Regions from separate parts of the Oryctolagus cuniculus genome. Here region 1 is linked to region 2. Evidence: chromatin contacts called from public Micro-C data. All regions are on one chromosome and are shown on one strand. Each heading gives the region's core, a stretch centred on a gene start, on an enhancer-like site or on the middle of the called end of the contact. The rest is flanking DNA. Distances are from core to core; before and after follow the strand shown.

Evidence for each region. A called contact is a pair of places that touch in the nucleus more often than the background predicts.
Region 1: a Micro-C map of ear pinna shows a contact between it and region 2, with 2.8 times the contacts expected there. The contact joins the promoter of PRDM10 here to the enhancer-like site in region 2. A contact is called at or near these places in 2 of 6 Hi-C or Micro-C datasets (ear pinna and liver).

Annotation. Positions count from the first base shown.
Region 1 is chr1:123,882,809-123,885,776 of mOryCun1.1, reverse strand. It overlaps PRDM10 (PR/SET domain 10), which reads left to right and starts at 1,678. Exons shown (of 21, transcript XM_070065558.1): 1 at 1,678-2,067.
Region 2 is chr1:123,815,442-123,818,852 of mOryCun1.1, reverse strand. PRDM10 (PR/SET domain 10) reads left to right here. Exons shown (of 21, transcript XM_070065558.1): 5 at 1,307-1,532; 6 at 3,247-3,411. Among named protein-coding and RNA genes, the nearest start is that of NFRKB, 57 kb to the right of the region's middle. Within about 2 kb of position 1,937, at least 2 of the 8 cell types and tissues checked have an H3K27ac peak or open chromatin away from gene starts, as enhancers often do. A contact at or near this core is called in ear pinna, where this site is marked.

The sequences.
Region 1 (2,968 bases), core at 429-2,928, 67 kb before region 2:
TAGTATGGGGGGGGGGGGGCGTTCCGTAATACACAATTTAAATTGTCAGCATTCTCTCTCCTCTGCCTGTCCCTGCATTACTCTCTCAACAGCACTTGCCATCACCTGGAGTCATTTATTTGTGTTGTTCTCCTACCAGCCTTAGCTCAGAAAAGCGGGGCCTTGTGTGTTGTTGTCTCCTACTCTTGGTGTTCAGAACCATGAGGGGTACCCAGTGCATGTTTTATAATTGCTTCTTGTGAATGAGTGAATTTTACTGTGTTAATAAACAAGTTAATGACACATCACAGGAACACCATGTTATTGAGGCTCACTCCAGGCATTCCAAAGGAAAAACAATTTGTGGGGCGGCTTCTACCTGTTAATGTGTGTGCATTCTGAATTTCGGCAGCATTTCTCTAACTCCATGAAGGTAAGGTGTGGGGGGGGTGGCTCTCCGGACGGTAGCTCCACCTCTCATGGGTAACTGTTTTCGGGGTTTCTCGGTGTCATTTCCGGTCATTAGATGCCAGTTGGGACCACCCTAACAGGACATTTTAATAAAGTTCTATCTCCAAAAACCAAATGATTCAGGGAGTGGCAGGCTTTCTTGGCCATGGGAAGACCTGTCCAACTTTTCACAACCAAAAAAAATTTTTTTTTCAAATGGCTTTCTTAACCTAAGGAATCATCCCCCAGTCAACAAACTTCCTCTTCTATATACCCGGAGTAAGAGCTAATAGCAGCTCTAGCCCGCAAGTGCTGGGGTCTGCCCCATCAAGCCCCCTTTACCATTTCCGTTCACTTCAACAAGGTTGCTTCTCACCCAGTCCGGCCAGCAATGGGGGCTGCAGCCAGGTCATCAAGTTGCCTACAGGGTAATCAACTGTGGATTTTGAAAAACATAACGCTCTCCCATTCTTCCCACTTTGCTTTCAGTTAAATAAAACAGCAAAAACAACACGGCTGAAATTCCAGCCTCAAGTCTTTTCCCTGGTTGTAACTTCTCCCTTTTTTTTTCCTTGTTGGCCAACAGTGCAAGATTTCATGGGTTTTAGTAGCATCCTTAATGCTATCCCTCCTTGAAGTTCCAGCTTAGGTACTGACAGTCCCGGAGTCCAAGGTGTTTTTCACCTTGGAGCTGCCAACCGGCGTTGCCAGTGGGGGAGAGGGCGCTGCCTGCAAAGCCGGAGTTCATTCCTGTGCACATGGTTGCCCTTTGAAAAGGCAATTTCAAGGGACACAGCCTGAGGTCAAAGTCACGGGCTAACCGGTGTTCAAGAACCCTGCACTTCTTGGCGCTTCTGCCAACTTTCCCCTTCCAGAACGGTGAGGCGGGAACTAGACACACAGTGAGGGTGCTCTACGGGGTGGCAGGGCCTGGGCACCCACAGGCTCTCGGCAGCCGAAGCCCGCGGGGCGCGCGCTGGCCCACCGGTGTCGCAGGCTGCAGGAAGGCGCGTCCCGGGCACGCCGCCTCGCGCGGCCCTGCGCGGGCGCCTCCCGCTCGTTCCACAGAGCCCCTCGGCGCCCGGCGCATAGACGATTCCCTGGCCGGCGTACGCTGAGGAAAAGGCAGACGCCTCCCCGGCCTCACCGCGCCCGGGCCCGACCAGGGGTCTTGACCCCGAATGCGAAGCGTCGGGCTTTCTGATTGGCTTAGAGTACAAACACACGCGTGCGCCGCCTGAGAACCTCGCTCCGATTGGATTGCATAGGAACAGCAGAGCACGAAATAAAGAGGCCGTCAGTCATTGGGCCATTGTGTGAATCTCCTTTTGGCTCCTCTGCCGACAGAATTAACGTCTCAGGATCTTCGTCATGACTCTTAAATCTGGGCCTGTCAGTTTGCCCCAGCGTTTCTCGTCGCTAGGCACGGCATGGAGTTTACAGAATTTGGCCAATCATATCACCTCGAGGTCAGGTTGCCAGGCAGATTATGCTAATGAGGCCCCGCCTTTTATGCTGCTCCCACTCTGCGGCGGGAAGAACCACCTGGAGGTGGCGGGGGGGGTTTGATTTCCATCACCCCTAGGGAGAGAGGATCGGGGACCCGCTGATCTTCCACCTCCCCTCTCCCAACGTCGTGTAAGTACCTAAAGGATTAAGGGAAACGGATAAACCAGGGTCCGCAGTACCCCATCGCCTGGGAGGGTGTTTCGTCTTTGCTTAGTCCCACCCAAAATGGCGCCCAGCTCTTTCCGCGTCTCAGAGCCCGGCCGGGGCCAACCGACCGCGGACCCGGGTGGGGGGGGATTGATGGTGGTGGTGGTGGGGGGGAGAAATCCCGGCGGCACCGCCCGATGGTACAGTCCAGCCGGGGCTGGGACACGGCACCTCACTCGGGGTGGGGGGTCAAACCATCGGCACCTTCCAAGGGGAAAAGGGCAAAACCCCCTCCTGGAGGCCCTCCTAGCGCCGCGTTCAGCGATGGCCTCGGCGCCTCCTCGCCCCTGTCTCCGCCGCGCGCGGCCTCCCCCGCGACCCCCGAGCGGCTCGCACGCTCCGCCGGCCGCGCGCACCTCTCCTCCCCTGCCCGCGTTGGTTGGGCCGGGACGGCGGTTGGGCGGCCTCGCGCTCCGGCGGCGGCGGCGGTTGGGCGGGCGCTTTGCTGGCCGGGCCGGGCTGTGAGGGCCGGCGCGGTGGGTGGCGGCGCGGCCATGGTGCCTCGGAGCCGCAGGCCGCGCGCGGGCGCCCAAGACCGCCTGCGGCCGCGCTCTCGCCGACGGGGCGCCCAGCTTTGTTTGGCGAGGCGGCGCCTCCCACCTGCCGTAGACTGCTGGTCCCCCGGCCTTTATTTACAAGGTGGCGCCGCCGGGGTCGGGAGGCCCCGCCCGTGCGGGGGTGCGGGGATGGCCCCTGTGGGTCCGTGCGGGTCAGCGCCGTGTCGCTGGGCCGGCCGGAGGCCGAGGTCGCGGTCGCGGTGTGGCCTTGCCGCCGCCCGCCCGCGCCGGGTGCGGTGCGAAGGCGTGACGGGACCCGCCGGCGG
Region 2 (3,411 bases), core at 688-3,187:
ATCGGCATCTTAAAGCACTTGGTTTGTTGAGTAGGAAGGGTACATAGCTTGAATCTGACCCCAGCTTGCTAATCAGGCAGGAGACGTAAGATTGGTTGAAAGGGATTAAGAATCAATTCATATTGGAGGCAAGAGAACTTCTTAGTGTGCCTTTTTCCCCCTGTCATTGCATTTGGTGAGATGGCATTAACCGATACGCTGCCACCCAAACCTCATCTTATTTGCAAGAGAGTGACTTCAGCATGGTGAAACAAGTAGGCACCATTTTCTGTCTCTACTTATTTATTCTCAAGTGTGAGTGTGTCCATGTAGTCAGGCCCATTTAAAAAAAATATCTCTTCAAAAGGCAGAGAGACAAGAAAGAGAGGGAAAGGGAGAAAGAGAGAGAGAGAGATCTTTGATTCATTGGATCACTGCCCAAATCCCATGACAGGTGGGGCAGGGCCAGACTGAAGCCAGGAGCCCAGAACTTGATCTGGGTCTCCCACATAGGTGTCAAGTACTTTAGTCACCATCTGCTGCCATGCAGGTGTGCATTAGCAGGAAGCTAGAATTGGAAGCAGATCCGGGGACTTGAACCCAGGCCCATGAATATACGATGTGTGCATGTCCCAACTGACGTCTTAACTGATGCATCAAATGTCTACTCCTCATTCTTTAAAAGCTCAACCTCTCTTCCATGTTTAAAGGGAGAGCTGTTGGCTGGTACCGTGGCATGGGACCAGCCACGTGTTGTACTGTTGAGTTTCACAGATGCACAGTTTCACAAGTGAGGTGGCTGAAGGCAGGTCAGATCATTCCCTCTCCTAGCTGATGGCCGCCAGTAAGGGAGGGACCCGCAACTTGGCTCTGATATGAAGACTGATGGTCCCATACATAGGTGGCTTATGACAAGGCCTACTGCCTCCATGTTTGAAGTCCCTGGGCAGGCAGGTGTGGTGTGCCTTGAGAGTGAGGAGAGGACCGTGGGTTTCACTGAGGTTCAGGTGGGTCAGAGGCACGTGGTCAGGATCTTGCCGGGTGTGAGTCTTCCACTGGTGCCGGAGGAGGAAGCACCCAGGCTGGCTTCTCAGGCTGCCCAGATGTGGGGCAGGGGGTAAGGGAAGGTTGTGACATCCAAAATGAAACCAGATTCCTCCTCACTGCTACAGGTGGAAGTCATTTTTCCAGGGCCTTGAAGGGAGCCAGCGTGAAGGATTCAGTCCACCACAACCTGGCACTTAACATGTGCGTGTGTGTGTGTGTGTGTGCACCAGCCGACAAAATGCAGGTGTCTGCTCACTTTGTGCTTTGCACTGTCGTACAGGCCACGTTGCCAGTGCATAACCAGGTGCTGCCCTCCATTGAGAGCGTGGACGGTTCCGACCCTTTGGCAGCTCTGCAGAACCCTATAGGGAGACTGGAGGCAAAAGAGGAAGAGGATGAGGACGAGGACGAGGACACAGAGGAAGATGAGGAAGAAGATGGTGAAGACACAGATCTGGATGACTGGGAGCCGGACCCGCCCCGGCCCTTTGACCCCCATGACCTGTGTAAGTGTGGGGGCTGAGCTGAGCTGTGGGTTCCTTTATGTGATGTGTGCATGTGCATATGCGTGTGTGTGTGTGTGTGCAGGAGTGTGAGTGTGAACACGGTCCACACACATGCACTGAGTCCTCCCTCTGGCCCACGCTCTGCACGCATCATCTCCCCAGACTTGCTTGCCTGCTCTCTAGTTTTCCCCACGAGGAAGCTGCAGCTCAGAGGAAGTTATGCAACCTGCTCTGTATCTCAGGGCTGCGTTGGGGGGCAGGGGTGGGGGAACCCCAGCTTAGGGTTTCTCGGTACCAGCACTTCAGCTCCTGGATGCATGATAAGATTGTGCGGTCCTGGACTGTTCAGCCATTTCAGCTCCCATGTTTGCTTTGCTGCTTTACTTGTTTCCTAAGCAGCTCTTAAAAGCGCACCTCATGCCCCAGGCACTGGCCCTCCCCACTCACTAATGCACTTCTAGCTTTGCGCAGTCCTAGGGGTGGGGTTTTCCAAGGTCGCGCTAGTGAGCTGTGAGTCAGGATTCCAAACCAGGCGGCCTGTGTTAGGCCCAACACCTACCTTCCTGCCTCTCTTTCTGGCCTGCCTGCGAGGCCTCTGCTCCCCTCTTACCAAATCATTGCTCCTTTCTGTCAGTTTTCCTGCTTGTTGGCCGACTTCTGGCCTCACTGATGGGGGTTACCAGGGCTTTCTGAACTCTGGGACCTCACGCAGCTTCTGTCACACCCCCTGGGTGGCAGTGACAGAATCTGTCTGCGTGGGGCCACTGTCTAAGCTCCACATCCAGGCCCGGAGAACTCCTTCCTGTTGTTTCTCCTTGAATTTCTTTCAATTTCTCAAGGCAACTCCGAAGTCAGAAGTACAGAAAGTGGCTTTGTCCTCTCACTATTCGTACAGAGTAGCTCTCCATTATTTGAGAACTTACAGAAGTTGAAAATACCTAACCCAGCCCACCACCTGGCCTGAGTAGAGTCAGAGTGGATTTGTTTGTGTTGTTTGTGGCTGACAGTTGACTCAGAGATGAATGCTATTGGCCAAGAAGTGGGGAGAGCAGTGAGGGGGGAGGGCTGGACCAGTGCAAGCTGAACACCCCTAGAATGCACTAGAATGTCCAAGCGAAGGGTGGGGTGCTGCGTTCATTCATTCTAGCGCTGTCATCATGCAGTGCGCTGGTTGTGCGCTGGGCCCCGGGCTGCTCAGCAGCACCTTCCCTCTTAGTCCTGCCTGGGTGGTGCGGCTCCTCTGACTCCCTTGGAGGACACTGGTTCAGCAGCACTCTCGGGGGGTTTTCTTTTTCCTAACAGCTCTATTGAGGTAGAATTTACCTACTACAGAATTCACCTACTTTTGTCTCATCAGATTTCTGCAACGTTTAGCCTGATAAGGGCTTCTTTTTTGTCTTTTTCAGGCACGTTGTAGTTGGTTTGTGGATTTACTGGCCACTGTTTGACTCACCAAACCGCAGAGCAAAAAGTCACAGCCTGCATATTATTTTTGGCAGGCGTAGGCAAATTCTGCCTGATGTTAAGAGGAAAATTACAGGATTTTTTTTTTATTGGTCTGTGAAAGCTAATGGATTAAAATTGGCTAGATGGTGCCACTGCAGGAGTTAATTGAATTTGGCTTGAAAACTTAGATTTGGGGATTTTTCAGGTCAGAACTTTTTGCTTGGGGTCAAGTCTTGCTGAGGAATTGGACTGTTCTTCTCTTTTGTAGGGTGTGAGGAGTGTAACAACGCCCATTCTTCAGTGTGCCCGAAGCACGGCCCGCTGCACCCGATCCCCAATCGGCCCGTGCTCACCCGCGCCAGAGCCAGCCTGCCCCTGGTCCTCTACATAGACAGGTTCCTTGGTGGGGTGTTCTCCAAGAGGCGCATCCCCA